Regions from separate parts of the Mus musculus genome. Here all the other regions are linked to region 1. Evidence: chromatin contacts called from public promoter capture Hi-C and targeted proximity ligation data. All regions are on one chromosome and are shown on one strand. The core of a region is the stretch at or near the end of the contact, and the rest is flanking DNA. Distances in the headings are between cores, read along the strand shown. Region 1 holds the start of Cemip2 (cell migration inducing hyaluronidase 2). Region 2 holds the start of C330002G04Rik (a long non-coding RNA gene). Region 3 holds the start of Smc5 (structural maintenance of chromosomes 5). Region 4 holds the start of Mamdc2 (MAM domain containing 2).

Region 1 (2,805 bases), core at 199-2,698:
TGACTCAGTCCATAGAGCTTTGTTGAGGCATTTCCAAGTTTTTTAGGATCTCAGGGGATTCTTATTAGCCCCAGTCTGGAAACATTGGTTCAGTTCTACCAAGTCCTAAACCAAACCTTGGAAATAGGGTATTCCTTTTTCTGTCTGCTGGTGTATCATAGCTACACGGTTGAATTTTTACTGGAAGGGGGAGAAAACAAACAAATAAACAAACAGACAGACAAACAACAGTGAGCCTGAAAAATGAACAATCCTGCCTGTACAGTATTCAATGAAACAGTTCCCCAGAGGCGACACGTCCAACTCCGAATTAAATAGAGGATGATGACTGTCCGGATTTGGCAATCTGGCAGCTGTCATTAGCTCCTGACCTCGTGGTCTGACGGACCAAGCCAGGTCGCGCCCTTTGCTGCAGGAAAGGCTTTTCCTCTGCCAGAGCAACTTCCTCCAGGGGACCGGGTGGTGGCAGGGCTACTCATGCCACCCGGCCAGTATATTCTGCAGTAGGGTGGGCTGAGGATTGGTTTTCAGTGTTGCATCTCCGCCTCCTGCAAGCTTCAGCCACTCTAGAGTAGCGTGGCCAGAAGGCGTGACCAGGCCTAGGTATATTTATTCTGGCCTTAGTGTGAGATGCTGGGGCTGCTCCAAGCTCCTAACCAGAACTGGACAACGGTCTGAAGTCAAGAACACACTGACTCTGCTGAGAGGGCTACGAATCCAGCTTCCTTGTTGGCCAGGTGGGGGCAGTCGAGGCGCCAGGACCCGAGGCTCAGAAAGTTTTGAGTGAGGTGGGGGGCTTGCGGGATATTATTGGGGGAATATACTGCTATGCCGAGTCAGCTTCATTCCGGAGCGATAAAAGATGTCGAACTCAGCTATTGGATGATAAAGGAAGAGAAAAGAGTTCAACCCTGTGTGTGTGTGTCTCAGGGGTGGTGGTGGTGGTGGTGGTGGTGGTGGTGTGTGTGTGTGTGTGGGTGGTGGTGGTGGTGGTGGTGGTGGTGGTGGTGGTGTGTGTGTGTGTGTGTGGGGTGGTGGTGGTGGTGGTAATAGGGGTTCAGCAGCCTGGCTAGACCCGAGAAGATGCAGGTTCAGTTTCGAGTGATGAGGGGTGCAGGCTCAGGTCGACTTTGTCAAGAGGTGACAAAAAAAGCAGTATCAGACTCAGCTGGGATGATGAGGTACACAGACTCAGGTTCAGGCCCGCTGCTTTTCCTGAACTCCCAGGTAGTCATCTGTAGCCGAAGGTCAAGGAGCCGCTGGGAAACCCTGGCCGCCGACGGTGTTGGCGGGCGTCCTTCCTGCTGAAGGCAGCTGGAGGCGCTGAGCCTTCGTCTGCAGCTTGTGGTGGGCGGAGCCTCCGCAGGTCTCGTCCCTCTGACAACAGGCCCCGCCCACCCCGCCTTTGACCCGCCTCCCTAGCTCGGGGCCGCCTGCCCAATCCGCAGCACTCTCGGCCCAGCCGAGCCGGCGCTTGTGTGGCCGGAGGCTGATTAGAGGGACCCTAGCGAGCCGCGGCGCCCGCCGAACCGGGGACCTGCGCGGCTCGGGAACGCGCCCTGCCTGCCGCTATTGTCTCGGAGCCGCACAGGCTCGCGCCGCCCGGACGGCGATTCCCCTCCTCTTCCTCCGGGAGGGAAGGATCCAAGAGCGCCAAGCCGGGCTGGCTGGAGGAGGTGGCCGCGAAGGCGGAGGGAGGAGCGTTACTCCCCGGCCCCGACTGCTTCTCCTCCGGCGTAGGTTGCCGCTGAATTCAGAGCGGCAGCGGGACGCGGGTTCCTGGCCATGGAGAGGAGATCTGCACGCGGGGACTCCAGGAGCTCTGCTCCCGCTCCTGCTCCTCTGGCCATCGCGTAGACACCTGAGTAGACCGACGCCAGGAGGGGGAGGGGAAGGTAAGGCTCCTCTAGTCCCGGGTGCCCAGCCCCGCCTCCTTGGCGGTCCCAAGGGCCCGGAGGGCGCAGACCCGACTTGCGCACCTTGGCGTCCTGGAGGCCTGGCTGTCCCTGTGCTGGCGTTTTTTTGCCGAGAAGCACAACATCCTGTGGGTTCCAGCGTCCGCCTTTGCCGGCGCCTTCCCGCCGGAGTTCTCCCATACATAGCGCCCCGAGACTCAACCTTCTTCCATGAAAAGGGGTCCTTAGGAATAGAGGTTTGATCCCCTTTTCATCCACTTTGTGTTCCCGGGGAGGTTAACAATGGGTCTTTTAAAGTCGGTGTGAACAGCCCTAAAGTTTCTGGAAAGGCTGCGTGGGGGACGCGGACCGCAGTGAAAGATTGATGGAATGTGCATTGTGGAGCCTTGGCGTCTACAAGAGCACGCTTGTGTAAAGTTTGGGGGGGAGTGTGGATCTTTGTCTCCTACTGTTCCCCTGAGTTGGTGTGACCCTGCTCCGTGTGGTAAGGCGCAGTTTCAGAATCTGGGCATCTTTAAAGCTGGGGACCAGTTTTTAGCACAGGACCTCACTCACCACAGTTCCTTGGCAGAGTTGGGAGGTCCTGGCAAAGAATGGGGTTCTCACTGCGAGTACCCTGAGGTGCTTCACGTAATACTACTTACTGCCCTCTAGCAATAAAACCAAGGTCTCTGCTGGGGGGCTGGTGTTTGTCACCAGACCCCCTGTGGAGCAGAAACACTCCCCTTAAATTCTCCGCCGAAGGTTAGGAGAACAGACTTTTGACACATCTCCTTTCTTCTGCAGTTGGGGTTAAAGGTAGAGTGCCTGTCTTTTAGGAACTTCCATCTGCTCCTGAACCACACAGTGTGTTGGACTGACTCCCTTGTGCTGGTGACTAGTCTGATGC
Region 2 (2,801 bases), core at 237-2,736, 1.3 Mb after region 1:
TTAGAAGCACTTTAGAAGCCGGGCGTGGTGGCGCACGCCTTTGATCCCAGCACTCGGGAGGCAGAGGCAGGTGGATTTCTGAGTTCGAGGCCAGCCTGGCCTACAAAGTGAGTTCCAGGACAGCCAGGGCTATACAGAAAAACCCTGTCTCGAAAAACCCTGTCTCAAAAAACCAAAAAAAAAAAAAAAAAAAAAAAAAAAGAAGAAGAAGAAGAAGAAGAAGAAGAAGAAGCACATTTGAGGCCTGCCACTGGTCACGTGGGTGAAATCTGAAGTCCACAGTCTCCCAGTTTGAGCCTCCAGTTTGAGCCTCCAGTTAATGATATCTTCAGACTACACCTTGATCGAAGCTTTATGAGACATGTCACGTGACCAGATCTCACTAAGTCACACCCAGGTCTCGATGTTCACTGATGGTTGGCGGAAGTAATTTTTGTTCCCTATAGTATGAGAGGGTACATGAGACTGGTTGCTCACACTAGTGTGAGTCAGGAATCTGGGAGCAATGAAGGCTTATCTCTCTTTCCTCCTTTCTCTTTTCATTCCTTCTGAGCCTCTACCCATGAGATGATGCCACCCACTTAAGGGAGGGCCTCCCCTCCTAGGTTAGTTGTCTTTGAAAATGACCCCCATAGAAAAAACTAAATATGTGCCTCACTAATGCGCTATGTACGACTAAATCCAATCAAGTGGACAAAAATTAACCAGCACAAGTTCACCTTTGAACCAGCAGTGATCACACATGCCTTTAATCCCATTACAGAGGCAGGCGAATCACTTGAGAGATGAGTTTGAGGCCAGTCTGGTCTACAAAACAGGTTCCAGGGCTACATAATGAGACCCTGTCTCAAAAATACATACATACTTATGTAGGGATGGTGCTGATGCTAAGGTCCTGTTCTCCAATTGGTTGTTGATCCATCAATAAAGATGCTAGCGGCCAGTGAGCTGGGTGAAATAGGCGGGACTTCCGGGTCCCCGCAGGCAAAGTAGCAGACACAGGAGAACTAGGAGGGGGTGGAATGGGGTAAAAGAAGGAGGCTAGTGGCTGCAGGAGATAAAGCCGACCAGCCAAGAGGGTTTTCCATTAGAGTGGCCAAGGAAACAGAGCCATTCAAATTATGTAGCTCCATGTGCATCCCGCATCAAAATTCTCAGGGGCATCATAGAGACTCTAACAGCCATTGTGGCCCCCCACTCAAGCTCTGAAGCCTCTCTTCGGAGCCTGTTCCCTCCGTAGCTGCAGTTTTCAGCAAATGCCCCATGTTTCTGACATCTCCAACAGCCTGGGGTCTCCCCTGTATCTTAGACTTCATCTTTATAGTTTTAAGCACTAACCTTTCAGGGCCTCGATGTAGGGAATCCAACCCAGCCATACATTGCCTGGCTTTGGCAGCTTTCCATGCAAGCCTCCTTCGGCAAGCCTCCATGCGCCCCTCATTCTTGAATCCTGTGTTCTTGAAGAATCAACAACACTTGGATGAATCAAAGTTCTGCCCTCAGTTTGAGCTGTAACCTGGGTCACGTGGGTCACAGCTGTTGGGCCTGGGGGGGTATCCATTCAAGAATTAACCAGAGAAACCATCCCCCTAAGCAGCTACATTCCAGGAGGCTTTGCTAAAGCTCTATCTTTCCAGGAACACTCCTTTCAAATGAATCTGCATTACACTTAGCGGCTCCCCGTGGGTGGGCCCTTACCCTCAAGGCCTGCTTCCTAGAGTCCCAGAGTGTCTCTTCTATTTAATGGCACTTATCTCTTTAACCATCACAGACACTTTCTCTGCATCTGCCTTGTTCTTTTTTTTTTTTTTTTTTAAGATTTATTTATTATATCTAAGTACACTGTAGCTATCTTCAGACACTCCAGAAGAGGGTATCAGATCTCATTACAGATGGTTGTGAGCCACCATGTGGTTGCTGGGATTTGAACTCCAGACCTTCAGAAGAGCAGTCGGATGCTCTTACCCACTGAGCCATCTCACCAGCCCCATCTGCCTTGTTCTTAACGTTAAACTCACCCTTACGTTGCAGGACATTTATTTGTTCTTTCTTCATTTACTGCTCTCTCAATAAACCTGGATCTGTATGTGAGTCACAGTCGTGACATTCCATTACTGGTCTTAAGATTTCCTTCAAATGACTTAGTTTTGTTTGTTTGTTTGTTTTTGTTTTTGAATTAGCCTCAATCAGGTTCTAGGACATGGAAGGATGCAGACACAGTCTTTTCTTTCTTCCTTTCTCTCTCTCTCTCTCTCACTTTCTCTCTCTCTATCTATTCTATGTACATTGTGGTTCTCCTCGAACACACCAGAGGAGGGCATCTGATCCTATTACAGATGTCTTTGAGCCACCAAGGGGTTACTGGGAATTGAACTCAGGACCTCTGGAAGAAGAGCCAGTGCTCTTAACTGCTGAGCCATCTCTCCAGCCCTACAGACAGATTCTTGGCCAGAATGTAACGTGAATGGCTTTTAGTCCGGTTTCTAGTAGAGTCCTTGCTCTGTCCTTCTGAAATCTCTTGTCTGCATCTCCACTGGCAGTTTTGTATTCCAGATGCCCAACCCAAAATGTTCCATTATGTTTTTCTTACAGTGTTCTGGGTCTTCATTCACCTGCAACTCCAAGTTCATCCACCATCAGCCATGAGCCATACGGTCAGGCATCCACAGTGTTAACCATACTCTTGCTTCTCCGTTTTCTGTACCCCGTTTTATTTTTTATTTTTTTCTGTTGCTGTGACAAAACATTTGATAGAAAGCAACTTAAGAAAGGAGCGGTTTAGTTTTGCTTCCAGATTGAAA
Region 3 (2,975 bases), core at 329-2,828, 1.5 Mb after region 1:
CTCAACTGCATTCATCATTTATTCTCCGTCCACTCCACCCCCCCACTACTCTCTCTTGAATAACCAGATTGGTTAGCCAGAGCCAGACTTGGGAAGAACTAGGACACACTCCTCCACTCTCAGGCCTCACAATCTATAGGCAGATCTTATCAAATAACCCTTTCAGCTCTGCATTCTTGCTTTCTTACTTTAAATATTCTTGCTTGCTATCTGGCACCCTTTCAAAATCACAGGTTCCCGACCGCCTGCCTGCAGGATGATGCTGGAGTTCTTTAGTATAGTAACAGACAAGCCGGAACAATCGTTTCCAACCTCTATTCACCTATGTTCTTACATTCTACCTAAGGTCACTCACGAAACATTACAAACTGGCTTTCAGGCAGTTCCTTCTTTGGGTAATCGTCTTCCCTCCTTTTCTACTTTAGTATCTTCTTCACAAAGCTCTGATGGTTGGGGATGGACTTAGCCTTTTCAGTCTGTGCCTCCCATGAAATCCTGGGTAGATAAGTTACAGCAGATAACCTCATGCTGAGTACAGTTACCTTTCCTGATCAGGATTCAAATTAGCAATTTTGCTATTAGAATCTATACAGACCGGGGCAAAAAAACAATAGCCATGAGTTTATGTCATCAACAAAGACAGGTAGAAACGCAGCGATGTGTAAATAAAACAAACGAACACCTGATACACAACTGCTTGAAAAAAAAATGGTATTGTTATTAAGGGTCTATAAATTATGCAAGCCTACATTTAAGAAAAAATACCTCGAAAAGATAACTCTAAGATGATAAACAGATAATGATATTTCTGGTAACATTTAGAATCTACTCAACTAGTTGGGGTCGGGGCAAGGAAGAAAGGAGGATTGGACGGGGCAAGAATCTGCAAGGAGGTACAAAAACTGGGAACACGATTTTTAATTTCTTTGGTACACTCTAATCTCCAATCAACAACCATTACCATGTCATCTGCCCATTCTGGAAATCGTGTACACTTTTTAAAATTTGCCACTCTGCTGTAACTGTCGAGTTTTGTGAAGTGCACAGGTCCGTGGTAGATCGAGATTCGCAGATTAACAAACTAGAGACCCGGCCCCTTCGTATCTACTGCCTAGAGCCGACGCCTTCCAAAACCACTGGGTGGATAAAAACATCAGGCCACACGCCTACTACAGCCAACACGGCCAGTCTTCGTGGCCTAGGCAGGGAATGCCTCAGGGTTAGCCTGGCACAGGTTCCCCACCGCCGGGCACAGCCCACCGCCCCGGGCCTGCGGGCCGCTTGCTCCCGCCCAGCGCGGCCTGCCGCCACTCACAAGAAGTTCTCCATGGCGATGCGGACGATTGAGCCCTCGACGAAGGTCCCGGACGGCCGCGGCAGCGTCGGCAACGGGTTCGAGTTCTTTCTCTTGCTCGGGACCTCGGAGGAAGCATCTCTCGGGAGAGACCGCTTGGAAACCTGGGGGTTGGGGGGAGCAGCCTTCCCGCTCGGAGTCGCCATCCTGGCTTCCTCCGCGTCCCGCAGCGGCTTCCGTTCCCGGCGAGCCGCAGCCCAGGAGCCTCCGCGCCCGGCTCCCGCGCTAACTGACCCCGCCTGACCCCGCCCCCGCGGCCCCGATGCGCTTGCGCGGTTCCGCCCCGCAAACCCGAGGCCACGCCCCGACCAACGCTCCCCGGTGGCCTCAGAGGTGCGATGTGTGTGTGTGTGTGTCTGTGTGTGTGTGTGTGTGTGTATGTGTCTCTGTGTGTGTCTCTGTGTGTGTCTCTGTGTGTTTCTCGTGTGTGTGTGTGTGTGTGTGTGTGTGTGTGTGTGTGTGTGTGTGTGTGTGTGTGTGTGTGTGTTACTACTTTGCAACGGTCCCTCCCAGAACTCCAGGCTTCATCTGTCTTATGTTCTACATTGCAGTTTCCTTCCCTGGTGCTCAAATGAACTCCAAAGAAAAGATGCCTGTTGACTGTGCCTGTTGTTGGAAGCATGGCACTAACAACCATCTGATGCTCTCAAGATTGTGAAGAGTGTATTAATTACTTGCCCACTCACACTTCCTAGTCCTTTTATTGTATAATTTATTTATTTTTATTTTATGTGCATTGATGTTTTGCCTGCATGTATGTATGTCTGTGTGAGGGTGTCAGATCTCGGAGTTACAGACAGTGGAACCCAGGTCCTCTAGAATAGCAGTCCGTTCTCTTAACCACTGGGCCATCATGCTATCTCCCAGCACATACATTTATTTATTTATTTGAGACAGACTCTTTATATAGCTCTAGATGGACTACTACTCACTAGAGAGCCCAGGCTGGTCTTGAACTTTTACTACTTCTGCTTCCTTAGTGCAGCCACCAGTTCCAGTGCAGCCACCAGATGGCCTCTCCCTTCAGGGTTTCTTTTTTCTTTTCTTTCTTTCTTTTATTTAATTAAGCATTTCACTTATTTACAACCCAAATGTTGTCTCTCTCCCCCCCCCAGAGTTCTTCCCCCCCCCCCCCATCGCTCCTCCTCTTTGACTCTGAGAGGGTGCCTCTCCCTTGGTATCCCCCCTCCCTGGGGCATCCAGTCTCTGCAGGACTAAGCACATCCTCTTCCACTAAGGCCAGACAAGGCTGCTCTCTGCTACATATGTGCTGGTGGCCTTGGACCAGCCCATGTATGTTCTTTGGTTGGTGGCTTATTCTCTGGGAGCTCCTAGGGGTTCAGGTTAGTTGATATTGTTGGTCTACCTATGGGGTTACCATCCCCTTCGCTTTCTTCAATCCTTCCTTTAAATCTTCCATAGGGGTCCTTTCAGGGTCTTTAAATTCCCTGCTTCTTTAGGAATGGCTCTACCTCCCTGTGCCCATGTTCATCTCATTAGCCCTTTCAAAGATTATGCCCCTGAAGCCCATAGGCAACATTCACCCAACCAATAATAACCGGCCAGAGACTAGGGTAATGGGGAAATAAAGATAAACCATTAAATAGTTTTAAGTAGGAGA
Region 4 (2,848 bases), core at 130-2,629, 1.7 Mb after region 1:
GAAGGGTAAGAAAACACATCACAGACTCCTTTTCACTTAAACGTTGTCACCGGAACCCCAGCGGTGCAGAGTAATGTGACTGATCAATTGGCCCTAGCCCAGTGGCTTCAGGGACTCCGTGGTGGAGTTAACTCTTTTGTCCAGTGCTGAATTAGATACAATGGGAAAGGATGAATCACAGGTAAAACTGCTGTGGGTGGACCAAAGTGGGAGAGCTTAGCACAGAGGACGCTCACAACCGTGTGGAAAATTTCTGCAAAGCTTCCTGTGAGCTAGTCCGTTTGACAATCTCAGCTCGGGCAAGTAGCCACTGAGACTAGCAAGGCTATCAGCCTGCAGGGGGCACACGGCTAGGGGCAACAATCATTAGCAGAATCCCCTTTGTCCCTTTCAATAGGGTGTGCTGGGGGTAGGAGCGCATGCTCAGAGCCAGGTACACAGCTGTTCCCCTCCGCCCCCTTTCCCGTGGTTTCCCTGGCCACTCTTTGCTGCAGGAGAGTTGGAAGGAGGTTTCATGACTCACACACTTTTCCTCCCAAAGGGAAGTAACTCCAAGATATCTTTACTTCCGGGGGGTTGGGAGGAACAAGACGTGAAGAAAGTTCACCTCGAGCATCTTTCTACGAAGTCCCCTTACCTTCCTCATTTAGTATCCAAGGCAGAAACGCAAACACGGAGTCAAAGCCACACGTGTCTTCTTCAAAGGCGCAGGAGCCAGCGGGCAGGTCTAGGGCATTGGCAAGCTGCAAGGCTGCGGGCACAAAGGGACTTTCAGTTTGGGTTTCTGCCTGGTAGTATTGCACTAGCCCTGGGGACTACCTGGTGAAGTTCGGGGAGTCTTGTGGGAAGGAAAGAGAGAAGGATGTCTGACCTCCCTCAACACTCCTGGGACCCTCCTCTGCGCAACTCCATACCCACCCCCATCCCGTGCTTGACCAGGGAGAGCCGGGAGCTTAGTGGCTGAGAATTGTCCAGAAGAGCTGTTGGATGGCGGAGCGGACACCAGAACCCCACCCTGACAGCCCAAGAGGGAGCGAGTTTCCAGGACGCCCTCCCCGGGGGGGTCTCCTGTTGGTTCTTACCTTGCACTACCAGCAGGACCCCTTCTAGTAGCATAGTTGAACTTCAGGCAGGAGGACCCGCGAGGGCTGCTGGCTCACTGTGGCCCGCTGCTCCTAGGGAAGGGAGGGTGCTAGGCAAGGAGCTGGGGGACCTGCTGGGGGATGCCACAGGCTGCTCAAATTCGAAGAGTCTGAGGAGCAGAGCGCGCTGCGCAAGGCTGTAGCGTCCGGCCACTCGTAGCCCGGTTGGGCCCCGGGCGACTGCCGGACTGGACAGGGAGGAGACAACTGCACACTTGAGAAGGGCCAGCCACCACTTGGGGGAGAGGAGAGGTCAGCAAGTGGTGCCTTCGTCCAGAATTTTAAAGCTGGGGACCAGACCTCTTGCATACACTTAGAAGGGGCAGTCCCTCTGCTGGGTTGAGACCAGAGACTCCTGCCCCGCCCATCCACGGTGGGAAACAGCTTATTTCAGGGGACAGCTTTCCCTGCATGTAGCTTGTAACTATCTCTCTCTCTCTCTCTCTCTCTCTCTCTCTCTCTCGTGTGTGTGTGTGTGTGTGTGTGTGTGTGTGTGTGTGTCCCTAATTTTAACCACCTTTCTTTAGAATGGAAAGGAATGGAATTCTCTTAGGGCTTTCTAGAGGAAATTTTGGATATGGTGGGCGTGGGATAAATTTTAATTCTCAGAGCGTTCGACCCAGTGTTGCTAACCCTGGAATAGTACCCCCCCACACACACACACACACTCCTTTTGGGCAGAAGAATGTCTGGCATGCTTGATGTTCAGCGTTCCCTGGTCCAGTGAAATGGGGGGGGGGGGCAGTCCTCTTCTGCAAACAGCCATTCTAATGGAAGGTTGGGGAGAGGGTCATTTCCCTGATATCAAATAGTTAAAAGTATATTAGTTTTTTTCTGCTTCTTAATCCCCTTTGTATGCTTGTGCAGGCATTTCTGTGTCTAGAGTAGGCTTATTTTTAATCCCCTAAAGAGGCCCATGTTTGAGTCCCTCATCCAGTATTTCTGTGGTGGGACTCCTGATTCTGTACATTTCTAATCAGTTTCCAGCTGAGGTTGGCCCGGACCCACTTTCTGAGGACCGCTGGTCTAAAACACTCCTGTTCAGCTGTCAAAGCTCTGCTCACTGTCTTCAGTTTGACCTCTCAAGCTTGTTTTTCCTACCTTCCACAGCAGCTGTCTTGTTGGGCCTGGATGCCCTTTCTCCCTGGCCCTTGACACTGGATTGACTGAAGCTCGTCCTTAATCTCTTGCTGCCTTTTCTGACCACTCCCTGGGCGCTTTACCTCGTCCCTCACATTTAGACATCACCGCATATATCAGAGGCTGATGACTGATGATGCTGGGGAAGCACAGTAGCTGCTGGCTTCTGTCTCACTATCACCTGACCATTATCCGAGTGGATGCTTGCAAGTTGTCTTGGACTTAACAGGTCTCAAGGAGAATGGTTCACAATGTCAAACTTCCTCTTTTCCACCTTAGTTAACAGCGTTGTTTTCCAATTGCTGATGACAGAAAAACTTGAGAATTTAGAGTCAGGCCCGAAAGCTCTCCTCTTCCCAAGACAATGCCAAATCTTGCCTGTTCCGGACTGACATCACACCAGGTACCCACCTGCTCCATGTTCATATTCAGGCCCTGATTGGTCGCTGCTGGCATGTTTACTGCCCTGGGATACCACAGTGGCCTCATCATCCTGCTCTTTTCCCTTCTTAAGCCTTGCCTACCACACTGCCTTCTAACTAGAGTTGTAAGGGCTTCCCCTCAAT

The links. Promoter capture Hi-C pulls out the DNA fragments that hold promoters and counts their contacts.
Region 2: a contact with region 1 is called in a promoter capture Hi-C map of liver, with 2.9 times the contacts expected there. A contact is called at or near these places in 1 of 39 promoter capture datasets (liver) and 2 of 130 datasets of targeted methods (embryonic stem cells and stem cell-derived neural progenitor cells).
Region 3: a contact with region 1 is called in a targeted proximity ligation map of astrocytes, with 4 times the contacts expected there. A contact is called at or near these places in 4 of 39 promoter capture datasets (the 3T3-L1 cell line, cranial neural crest, embryonic stem cells and 1 more) and 1 of 130 datasets of targeted methods (astrocytes).
Region 4: a contact with region 1 is called in a targeted proximity ligation map of pancreatic cancer cells. A contact is called at or near these places in 1 of 39 promoter capture datasets (embryonic stem cells) and 1 of 130 datasets of targeted methods (pancreatic cancer cells).

Annotation. Positions count from the first base shown.
Region 1 is chr19:21,776,892-21,779,696 of GRCm38.p6, forward strand. It overlaps Cemip2 (cell migration inducing hyaluronidase 2), which reads left to right and starts at 1,449. Exons shown (of 24, transcript NM_001033759.2): 1 at 1,449-1,895.
Region 2 is chr19:23,074,419-23,077,219 of GRCm38.p6, forward strand. C330002G04Rik (a long non-coding RNA gene) reads right to left here and starts at 1,487. Exons shown (of 8, transcript XR_001782629.2): 1 at 1,339-1,487.
Region 3 is chr19:23,272,319-23,275,293 of GRCm38.p6, forward strand. It overlaps Smc5 (structural maintenance of chromosomes 5), which reads right to left and starts at 1,579. Exons shown (of 25, transcript NM_001252684.1): 1 at 1,316-1,579. The coding sequence starts at 1,500. It overlaps Gm33950 (a long non-coding RNA gene), which reads left to right and starts at 1,590. Exons shown (of 2, transcript XR_386613.2): 1 at 1,590-1,687; 2 at 1,906-2,041.
Region 4 is chr19:23,446,943-23,449,790 of GRCm38.p6, forward strand. Mamdc2 (MAM domain containing 2) reads right to left here and starts at 1,380. Exons shown (of 14, transcript NM_174857.3): 1 at 1,083-1,380; 2 at 638-751. The coding sequence starts at 1,116.